Regions from separate parts of the Zea mays genome. Here all the other regions are linked to region 1. A link is a contact called in public Hi-C data. All regions are on one chromosome and are shown on one strand. The core of a region is the stretch at or near the end of the contact, and the rest is flanking DNA. Distances in the headings are between cores, read along the strand shown. Region 1 holds the start of LOC100275802. Region 2 holds the start of LOC103650705. Region 3 holds the start of LOC103650711.

What was found. Hi-C and Micro-C count contacts between places; a contact is called where the count stands out from the background.
Region 2: a Hi-C map of ear shows a contact between it and region 1, with 2.0 times the contacts expected there. The contact joins the promoter of LOC103650705 here to the promoter of LOC100275802 in region 1. A contact is called at or near these places in 2 of 25 Hi-C or Micro-C datasets (bundle sheath and ear).
Region 3: a Hi-C map of ear shows a contact between it and region 1, with 2.3 times the contacts expected there. The contact joins the promoter of LOC103650711 here to the promoter of LOC100275802 in region 1. A contact is called at or near these places in 4 of 25 Hi-C or Micro-C datasets (ear, endosperm, leaf and 1 more).

Annotation. Positions count from the first base shown.
Region 1 is chr3:149,474,114-149,477,932 of Zm-B73-REFERENCE-NAM-5.0, reverse strand. It overlaps LOC100275802, which reads left to right and starts at 1,778. Exons shown (of 8, transcript NM_001371517.1): 1 at 1,778-2,708; 2 at 2,957-3,025; 3 at 3,469-3,600; 4 at 3,697-3,750. The coding sequence starts at 2,082.
Region 2 is chr3:148,504,013-148,507,831 of Zm-B73-REFERENCE-NAM-5.0, reverse strand. It overlaps LOC103650705, which reads right to left and starts at 2,022. Exons shown (of 5, transcript NM_001326389.1): 1 at 1,659-2,022; 2 at 1,332-1,551. The coding sequence starts at 1,929. LOC100286375 (40S ribosomal protein S10) reads right to left here. Exons shown (of 5, transcript NM_001159262.2): 5 at 3,120-3,364. The coding sequence ends at 3,296.
Region 3 is chr3:148,925,519-148,929,337 of Zm-B73-REFERENCE-NAM-5.0, reverse strand. It overlaps LOC103650711, which reads left to right and starts at 2,031. Exons shown (of 12, transcript NM_001324272.1): 1 at 2,031-2,306; 2 at 3,762-3,819. The coding sequence starts at 2,128.

The DNA.
Region 1 (3,819 bases), core at 529-3,028:
TTTGCCTTGAATCAACCCTATTTTACCTAAGCAATCAATAACCCTCGTCTTTTACAGCCAGCATCAGTGACTAGAGAATTTCCATGCATCAGAGAAAACATCTGTGCAAGTCCGGAGTTCACTCATGCGCCTGCTTCCCTGCTGGCGCCCGTGCATATTATATTCAGTGTCGATACTGTTTGTTTCTATCTGGGTCCGGTGGTCCTTCCTATTAGCTTGACCTGTCAGTGTGCAATCTACCCGTGGTTATGAGAGTTTGAAACTGGAAGGCAACGCAAACCAACATTGGGGGCAGCGGTACTGGTGCATTTTCCTATGTAAATGTTCGTCTCGGGACACGCGGTGTCGCACAGTGACTAGAGAATTTTGCTGACCGGAGGTGCAGACAAGAGGGCAACGACGTACGTACTAGTAGCAAACCAACATGGTAATTAACGGCCATATGCTGCCGTGCCGACCGGCGGATCTCCAGGCCCCTTTGCTTTTTGTCTGTTTCAATCGTTTTGTCTGGCTCACATGACACCGCGGCATTCCGATTAGGGTGGATAACAAGCCAGCTCGTCTCGTCTCGGCTGCTCGACTCGACTCGTTTAGCTCGCGAGCCAGAGCAGAAAAAATAATATGTACATAATAATTAATTTTTAGTTAATCTTAAACTAATTTAATAATAGAAAGTAGTAATTATACTCATAGTTTCACAAACCACGTCAATGTAACACCAAATTAGCACAATTAGTCACTCATCAATTCACAAATCACATACATGTTCATCAGTTTAACCTACAATTATATTTGCATGGACCAAATTAACACATAGACATAGGTCATTAATCATTAGTTTAACTCATAGGTCATAGACCTCACATTTATATAACGTGTTCATCAATTATTCTGTAAATGATATGCATATAGTTTCGTTTTGCTGAAATATGATAACTTGTTTAGCTCGCGAGCTGGCTCGTTAACGAACCGAGCTGCATCGTTAATGAACCGAGCTAGAATGTCAGCTCAGCTCGTGAAAAAATTCAAAAGGGTCGATCCGAGCCGAGCCGAGCTGACCATGAACCGAGCGAGCCAACGAGCCACGAGTATTTCATCCGGCCCTGATTCAACGAGCCACGATTGCAAAAGCTGTAACATGGTGGACCTCTCGGGCCGAATACGTGGGCTTCTCCGTCCTCCGGTGTTGAAGAATACCAACGGCCCACCATACAAAAAAAAACACAACAGTGCGGCCCACCAGGAAGATCCGGAAAAGCCGTGACACCATGGTGTTAAGCTTCAGTTGTGGTGAAAAGGTAAGCTTACTAACTTACCTGTGCCATGACCATGAGTCCATGACGATTCCTCGACCTCAAGGAAATCCCGGATAGGAGAAAGCTCATGTGTGTGTTGTGTGTGAGGCTCACAATTTAGCTAGATAGATGTCCCTTATCTCTGCAAGTGTAGGCCGACATGTATGGCTCCTCGAGCAGCTGTGCCCACTGGTAGCTTTTTTTTTTATTGTTATTATCATTGTACACTTTATATTACCATCAATCGTCCGATAAAGCGGATCTCGTCCCACTAAGACGAAAAAGTTGTGGACTGTGGGAGCAGGCGACGCGAGTCCGCAATGACAGGCCGCAGCAGCCCACCAACCAAGCCTTACCCAATCCGCGGCCCGGAGACGGAGTGTGGCCACGGGCCACACGGCTTCTGACCGAGAGGCCGAGGCGAGGGATAAGAGCGTGTCCCACCGGCCGGCCACCCGCAGCATCTTTAAAATTCGGCCCGGCGCGCGTCGGGTGACGAAAACGGAACCCTGGCTGGTGGAGCGCGGCGCGGGGCATGCGTGCAAGTGCAACCAATCGCCTCGTCGTGTGCGCTCGCCTTTGCTTCCCTCGTTAACGTGAGTAACCTCGTTGGCTGATCAAGGCTTTGACGGCGGCACCAACGTTCTTCCCTCGCCGCCTCGTTGCGTCCGCCCGCCCAGCGCCAACTCCTCGTCCTCGTACATAACCCCCCACCCCACCGCGTACAGCGTTCCCTCTCGCGCCCCGCGGTGAGCTACCCCCGCTCGCCTTAGCTAGCTACCCACCATGGCCCTCCCGCCGTCCTCCTCGCCGTCGTCGCTCTCCGCCGCGTCAGCGCAGCCCACGCCCCTGCACCTGCACCTCCCGACCAAGGCGCCCGGCCGCCTCCCGCTGCTCCCCTTCTCGCGCGCCGCCCTCCCGCCGCCGCTGCGCCTCCGCATTGCGCGCACCAGCCTCTCCCCGGGCACGCCCCTCCCGCGCGCGCTCCTGCCACCACCCTCCGCCTCCGCCGACGCCGCAGCCTCCGACGTCGGCGGCGGCGGCGCCGGCTTCGGCGGCCATGACGACGACGGCCACAACCACCACGGCGGCGAGGGTGGCGGCGACGACGGCGGCCATGGCGACGACGCCGGCCACGGCGATGACGCGCCCGGCGGCGGCGACGCCCGCGGGGAGGCGCTGTTCGTGCTGGCGCAGCTGGGCCGCAAGCTCGACAGCCTGCCGTCCGATCTCGCCGCCGCCGTCGACAGCGGCCGCATCGGGGCCGACATCGTGCGCCGCTTCACCGAACTCGAGGCCAACGGCTTCTTCCGATGGCTCCTCCAGTTCCAGGGCTTCAGGGAGAGGCTCCTCGCCGACGAGCTCTTCCTCACCAAGCTCGGCATAGAGTGCGGCATCGGTCTCGTCGCCAAGGTCACCTTGCCATTCTGTTTTTATTTTATTTTTTTATGAAGAAAAAAAAAACTCCCTCTGTTCGTAAACAGGTGACGACGACGATGTAGCTTACCAAAGAGTTTCTAATGCTGCTAATACTTATTATAAATCTAATCAAGTCTAAGAAAGTTTGACCAACACAACTTATTCACAGTTCTCATGATCAACTGCGTCGAGCTGTGTAGTTCTAATCTGGCTCCTTTTGCACTATTTCACCTTTTGTTCAGACCGTGGCTGAGTTCCAGAAGAGAGGGGACAATTTCTTCAAAGAGATTGAAGTTGTCATATCTGATGTGGTACGCCCGCCTAACTGTGCTTATCTCATATCATCCAGACCGCTTCAGGCTTCATATCTCAACCGGTAGCGCATTGGATTGTCAATCAGGACAAATCCGCACTTTCGTCTTTGCAGCAACAACGTAATGTTTGGAAATTTTGGAAATAAGGTCAATTTCATGTAATGCGATCCCAAATATGTCAGAGCCCTGGCTTTTCCATGGAACCAACCTGTTCATTTCTTATTCTTTTCACATACTGCTGATGAAACATGTCGATCTTTGCAATCTCAGACTAATGGAAGACCTTAAGATCTGTTTTATCAAAACAAAACATATTTTCTGTGCTTTCACTTCACTAGTTGTAAAATACTTCACTGTCTGAGATTAGTATCTTTCTAACTTTACATTTAAACTCTTCTGATATGGAATCTAATTCAGTTGTTGCTTCTGATACTACCTAGGTCATGGCGATTGTTGCGGACGTCATGCTTGTCTATCTTCCTGCTCCAACTATTGGTTTACAGCCGCCACTGGCAAGAAACGCTGGAGCTATTGCCAACTTTTTCTATAACTGCCCTGATAATACTTTCCAAGTAAAGCAACCGTTTCTCATTTCCTAGTAGAGTTGAATGGACCTCCTATTTCTTTTCCTTGTATTCAAAAGCATGTTATGCGACTTTTTTCTGCAGATTGCTATGGCTGGAAGGTCATTCTCACTTCTGCAGAGGATTGGAGCTTTTGTGGTAAAGTAGATTCATTGCATTCAATTGTTAACTATTTTACGATAATCATAGTTACCTGGATGTATTCGC
Region 2 (3,819 bases), core at 773-3,272, 970 kb after region 1:
GGTGGAATATATCAATATAAGTTTGCAGTAGATACAGACAGACATTATAGTTATCACCTAACTAGTGCATATTAAGCTGAATGGTAACTAGACAGCTCTATGGGCTTCATGCTTATTAAAACGACGTTAAAACGTCGTTTAAACGACGTTTAAACTATAAAACGCTGCCAGAACACCGAAACGCTAAAACGTTTAACACTTACGCGTAAAACGTCGTTTTACGACGTTTAAACGTCACGTTTTGACGTTTAAACGCAAAATAGCATTAAACGCCGCGTTTCGGGCGTTTTACTTCCGCCAGCAAATTTTGGCCCAGCGGCCAGCCCAATTAGGGAATAGGGATTCCGCCGCCCAGTCCGTCCAGTCCGCTGTAGCCGCCGCGGTGCCTCCAGTCCGCGCCGTCCCTGTCCCTGTCCGCCCACGCCCATCTGGTGCAGCCGACGCGGCGCCTCCAGGAGTCCAGGCCGCCATCGCCTGTGCCAGGCAGCGCCATCCCTGTCCGCGTCCGCCCATCCGCCGCCCCCACAAGGCCACAACAGGGACGTCCGCCACCCGCCAAGCAGGGCCAGTCCGCCGGCCGCCTGCTCGCTTGCTCCAGCACTATCTGGTATGCTCAAGCACTATCCCCATCAGACGACGTTTAATCTATCTGGTATGCTCATTGCTCAAGCGAACAGCATTGCATTCAGTTGATGTTGCTCGCTTGCTGTTGCTTCAGCACTTCAGCAGTTGCTCAAGCGAACAGCTTGCCTGTTGCTCGCTTGCGGAAGGATTGAAGTGCTGTGTTCTGAACATGCATTCCATTATTGCAGAATAGATTGGAGGAGAAATGGCTGATTTTAGCACGGATGATGTTGGTTTAGATGATTTGGATGATGGTTATTGAGTGCTTGAGTAACACATGTGTGCTTGTGGTTGTGGACATTGCATTCCACTTTATTTTGCACAATATTATTATGTGAACTTATGTTGGTTGTTTGGTATTTGACTTTATGTTATTGTCTGAAATTATTATATATTGAAATTTCTCTATGTTGTTTAAAACTACGTTTAAACTTTGTTTAAACCGTTTAAAAGTTAAAACTCCACCCATGAGCGTTTCAACGTTTCGTCGTTTTAATAACCTTGATGGGCTTATCATCAAAGTTCCATCTCATCGTTTCTCTAACACTGTTAGAGGCACCAAATACTTGAACTGAAACAAGATCCTTCCAAACAATAATGAGAAAGGAACTGCATGACATGTCATTCAACAACTGCAGAGAAAGCCTGCAGAACATCTCCAGTTCACACCGATGGCAAGTAAAAATTAAATCAACAAGGCAAAGCACCTGTAATTGTGTTGCGATCGATTCTGCTCTCTCCTGGCCATGCCCCTGGGGAGAAAGCAGAGCTTGACACCACGGCGGTGCGCCGCCTTGCTGAGGTAGAACAGCCATCTGGGCAGCTGGGCGCCGCCTGATCCCCGTCCCCCGTAGTTGCGGCCGAAGCCGCCGATGAGCCTGTGCGCGGAATCGTGGGCCTGCTTCACCTCCTCCAGCAAGTTGTAATCTTTGACGACAGCGACATGCACAGCGCGGACACAACAACAAGGTAGCAATTCAAGAGGAGGCCAGCGTTGACTGCTAATCAGAAGAAAGAGGGGGGCGGAGGCGTACCGGATATGAGCTGGTTGTCGTCGAATCGGGCGAGCGGGACGGGGTCCGTGCGTGGGCGCTTGCCCGTGCAGGCGGTACGGCGCTTGTGGGCCTGCACGCAGGGGAGGCTGCAGGTGAGGCGGCCGCACCCGGGGCACCGGTACTTCCACGGCTGCTCCCCACACTCCTCGCACGGGGACCCCTTGCTCCCGCCGCTGCCGCCGCCGGAGGTGGAGCTGGCGTTGGCGGCCGCGCTCCCCGCGGGCGGCGGCTCCTCCAGGCCGTCCTCCATTCCAGGTGAGGAGGGTGGCTCGATCCTCCAGGGGGACGGCGCGTGCGAACGGGCGATGTGTGCGGCGACGCGGGGAGATACTAGGGTTTAACTGGAGGTTTATCAGCGCCCGCTGCGGCGCGTCGGACGAGCTGCCAAGCACGCAATGGAAGAATTTTTCCCTTCTTTTTTCCTTTTTGATTTGTCTTTTTTCAGGCAAACGGCTGTGCCAAAGATCACATGGCTGATGGCTCCGTTAAATTCAGGTATTTTATTTGAGATCCTACGACAATCAATTTTTTTGTTACAGACAAAATGCAGGAAATAATAAAAAATGGCATTCCATAGGTGGCTTAAACCAGGATTGTTATGTATTCGCTGTTTGATTGTCTGAGTCGATCATTTCAGACTTTTTTTTGGCCGTGTATTTGGTTTTCATGTCAGATATGGATATCTGAAAATGAAACAAATTTTCTTGAAACGTGGTATCGTTAAGTGCTCTTATGCTACGTTAAAAAAAAAGAAATACATTTTAAATTATAGATATTTAGTTTTTTTATATAAAAAATCCACTATATATTTAGATGTACAGCAATACGCTTTCCACATCTACATAGGTAGTTAAATACTCCACCCATCTCATTTTATAATCCCTTCGACTTTTTTATTTAAACCAAGTTTGACCAATTCATTTTATTATTATTTTTAGAAAAATGAAAAGTCAAAACTAAACTAAAAATATATTATATGCTAAACAATATCATACTAAAGATTAAAATAACTATGATTTTTTTGAATAAGATATGTTTTGAATAAGACGAGCCGATCAAACTTAAACTAAAAAAGTCGATCAAACTTAAACTAAAAAAAGTCAAACAAGTCACAACTGCTGTAATCCACTGTAGAAGCACCAGCGAACAAGTATATCAGACACAAAACATCCTTAAATTTAGAAGGGTTATACATTGCACCACCTTCTGATCCAAATTGTATACTGTTTTGACTTGTATAGAAACTTGGTTTTGCAGTTACATATATATTATAAACGGCACACGTCAAAGTTTTATACACCAGCACCAACAGAGACGATTTCAAGCGATAGGGAGTGCAATGCCTTGTCCAGCGATATCAAAACTCTGAGCACAACAATACAGAGAGCAAGGTCATTCCCAGCGAGATCAGATATCAAAACAGGGGGCAATAGCACCATCGATGCGAATGATGACTTGCTGCTTTAATAATTTAATGTAACAAAAAAAGGAGGATCACAAAACCATGTCAAGCCACGGCAACAGCTCGGTAAACCAAAATCTCATTGTCCTCAAAAGTTCAAAGATCAACAAACATGTGCCTATCCTGAATCAATTTTCCCGCTTAAGTTGATAGATCACTCCATGGAAGATCCACTGGCACCAAAAGCGCTGCCGCCACCACGGCCGAAGCCAGGTCTGCTACCCTGAAAAAAAAGAAGAGAAAACATTGGAGTCAGTTCACAAGCTATATTTGCTTGCATTAGCAGCAAGAGCACTGTTAGCAGTCCAGAAATGTTTAAGAAAATGCTGTATTTACAATGACTTGCCACATAGAGGTCAAAAAGAATATCCCACCTGCTTACCAACAGCAAACCACACTACCATAACTTATAAAGGCAGTTTGGAGTTTACCAGCACAAAGACATGAACATGCATGGATATACCAAAGGGGCTCAAGCGGATTACTACACACAAACTTAAGTACTCCCTCGGTTCAAATTATAAGACACTTTGACATTTCTAAATGCATCCCTTTTATTATGTAACTAGACATACTGTATATCCAAGTGCGTAGCAAAAACCACGAATCTAGAAAAAAAACATCTAATAATTTGGAAGAGAGCGGGAGTAACAAAGCTGGACAAGTTGTGCAAAAAAT
Region 3 (3,819 bases), core at 782-3,281, 550 kb after region 1:
TAGACCTAGCTAGGAATGCTTAGATAGAACTTGATGCATAGATCTCTAAGATCCTAGACTACTTAAATGACAATAACCTCCCTAATGATGATATAGTTGTGGAGTACATCTCTTACTAGGCTAAGAAGTATACATTGGTAGAAGGGAACCTTTAATATCGTGGTGTCGTAGAGTCATCTATAAATGTGTTTTCTAAAGGGACAATAACAATATACTCATTGACATCTATGATGATGACTATAGCAACTATTCATTGTCTCAGACGATAGCTGATAAATCCTTCCAAAAGTTCTCTACTACGGTGTTTTTCTATAACACATCATAAATATACCCCTGCTCTAAAACATGTTAGGGCCTCTTTGGGATTTTGACGGATCTTGGAAAGTGTCTTCAAAGTTGGATCGACTTTTGCCAAACAATTTTCTTTTTCTACCAACCGATTCTACGTTGATGATGTGAAGTGATTCACTAAAATGAAATAGGATTAGGAGCTAAAAATTGACTCTCTCTCTCTGAATTCACTCCATGCATAGAATTACAATACACAAATAGTTTATCCAAATAAAAGCAATTTTTTAAGAGGACCACAAAGAATCATTTTCAAATTTCACCGTACAGAACCAATTCCCATTAATTCTCTTCTTTCAGTCTACTTGTATGTTTGGATCCACTTATTTTTAAGAGCTTATTTTAATAAACTAGCATTTACTTGGTTGTTGAGAAAAAACACTTACTGAAGAAGCTAGAAAAAAGCCAGCCCAGATGTTTGGTACTTTTGTAGCTTTTCATGTTCCCTCTCGCTCGTTGTTTATCGCGTTGCCAATAGTGAAACGGAGGGAAGAGCAGGATCCATGGCTGGCCCAAAAGCAAGGATAAGAAGGATCTTGCCTCGACGCGATGCAAGTGGAAGGAGGATGCGTGTCAGGTGATGGCTTTGCGGGAGGCGCACACGGTGGCGACGATGGGGAACTCGTGCTCGACGCCAATAATAAGAGAAGCTCGCGAGCGATGCCTATGATGGGGGAGGATGTGAACTTCGTTGGCGGGGACGAGGAGAGGGGCACCGGAGGCGACAAAGAGGTGCACTATCGATGGGTGGGGAAGGGTGGCACTGGTGGTCGGGGCGGTCACATGCGGACCTGACAGAGAAGAGGCACACACGGGCGAAAAGCCGGAGAGCCGCTCGGTGGTGGCGTTTGGCTCATGTGTTTCGCTAGTTATTTTGGAAAAGCTGATGTTGGGATAAGCTCGTAAGAGCATCTCCAAAAGATCCTAAAAATAAATCTCCCATTACATGGGAATTAAGATCTCCCTAAATCTATTAATTCCAAAAAGTGTTAGTACTCCAACAACTCCCAATATATTCTCAAAAACGTACTCAATAGGACCCATAATACTATATCATCATGACTTATTGCACGTGAAAAAATCTTAATTTGTTGCATCCAGATCGAATGTCAAATAATTAGAGCACAATTTGGTGTAGAGGGCACAATTTGACTAAGATGACGTGTTGTGTTGCACATTCATGTCAACGTTACGACTTGTAGGATGTGTGGCATTGTATATCATTTTCTAATATTTTTTGCTGTTCATTTTCGCTGTATATTGTCCATGGACAGGCGCAAAAGTGTGTGCCACCCTAGTCGACTGAATGCTGGTGAAAACCACGTGGGAAACGAAAAACGGTGCGATTGGGAGCTCGACGGCAACAAATGTTTGCGCCGTGCACACGATGATTTTCACCTGCGAAAGTTTAGGAATGCTACATACATTACTGTGGAATTATTTCCCCTAAAATAAGGATTAGGACAATGATTTTAGGGATGTATTGAAGATGCACTAAAAAGTTGGGTGTTTGGAACTGTTTCTACTTATTTTAGATGAAAAGCCCCCAAAAATCAGATCCAAACACGGCCTCCTTTTGCGGGGTCTATTGGGCCAACTGGGCCGAAAAAAGGAGTGGACATGGACAGCAGCCGGGGCTCTTTTCACACAGACACGGGTGGGTTGAGTTGGAGTGTGGATGGAACCATACACTCTATCTCTTCCTTCTCCCAACCCCGCTCAAAACCCTAGCTCAACGCCACAGGCTCGCCGACTTTCGCCCGGCCGCCGCCGGGGACGATGGCGAAGCCTCGGCGCGGCCGCTCCGCGTCTCGCTCCTCCTCGGGATCTTCTTCCCGCTCGCTGTCCCACTCCGTCTCCTCCGGCTCTGTCTCGTCCCGCTCCCGGTCGCGCTCCCGCTCCTTCTCGTCGTCGTCCTCCCAGTCCCGGAGCCGCTCCCCTCCTCAGGCTAAGCGCAGGTGAGGCTCGACCCTATACGGTATAGATCCACTGATTCTAGGCTAATCTGTTAGGTTCTCTTGCATTTGTTCGGATGTTTTTTCATGTGTGTTTAGTTGTTTGTCCGGGTAGCGAGTTATCCCCGTCTTCAACGTTTACGATTTATTTACATATTTGTGTGTCACTTTGTCAAACCCTAGTGCCATCTGTAACCTCATCTTAAGCCTTGAGGTGGCTGCAACTGGAGTATCTAGAACGGGGCTGCTTGATTCAGATAATTTTACACTTCCACAATCGTGGCTTGCGTGTTCAAACTACTTCTGTTGAATACAGTTACAGTTATACCTTGTGGCACTCAACAGAATTGATGCTGTCATTCAGCAGTGAACAGAGCCAGAGTCTGGTAACAGTTTTTTCTAACGCTGAATTCAGTTTTTTCAGTTTTGCTTGTGATAGGCTGGAAACATAAGTTAAATATATGACCCTGCATTCAGAATTCAGATGGACACCTTTGATTGGTTCCATTTCTCTGCCGTAGGCTTATTATTTAGCCGTGCCTTTTGCAGTTCCTATAATAGCACAGGCCTGTGCTGGCCAGCATTTGCAACCCAAATCAATTTGTTGATACCATTTTATTGATTGAATCTGTTGGGGACTTGTTCTCAAATGCTTCGAATTAAGAACAAGGCAACACAAAAATGTTAAGTATAAATGCCCTTCGTCCGCTGAAGCATTATCTCCCCAAGGATTTAATGAGCTTCGGACGAAGGTCATGAGTAGAGTATCACGAAGGTTTCACCTTCGTGATCATGTTTTTAAGACAACAATGAGAAATGAAATATAAAACACAAAATATACTCACATGTTTTATTATATGAATATACAAGTATTGAAACATGATATTTAAGAACATTTATACATTCGTCTTGACAGAAAACAATAATCCGGGCGTAACGTGTCCGTGATTACAGGATCGCGTGAACAGTACCGGGATACTGTTCACCTATTTATAGGCACAGGATGCAACCTGCGCAAAATTACATTTATATCCTTTACAATCGACTACAATAATGACACAAAACATTATGGGTCTTTAAGTCAATTCATCTTTAAGTCGGTTCGATCCTTCATCTTGAGATTTGTCTTTGTGCCGAAGCTTCATAGATAATAGCTTCGGCGCTTGCTTCTGAGAAGACCTTTCGAAGGTGTTCTTTTTAGGATCTTCGGCTACGAAGCATACCCCCAACAGAATCCATCCTGCCACATGCTTTTGCTTCTCCCTGTTAACATATTTTTATTGCTGTCATGGGCTCATGGCAATTTAAACTTTTCTCATATATGAAGTCAAACAGTTACATGGCGTACATTCTGCTTGAACATGGTTGTTTGGTATTTTTCTCATGAACTGTAATGTTTCTTATGCTGGTTCTCTTTATATCGGGTGCATTTACTTATGGATACTATTGTCTGCCCAGTTCGCCTGGAGCACGGAAAGGGCGATCACCTTCACCGCCCCCTAAAAAGGGTTCACCT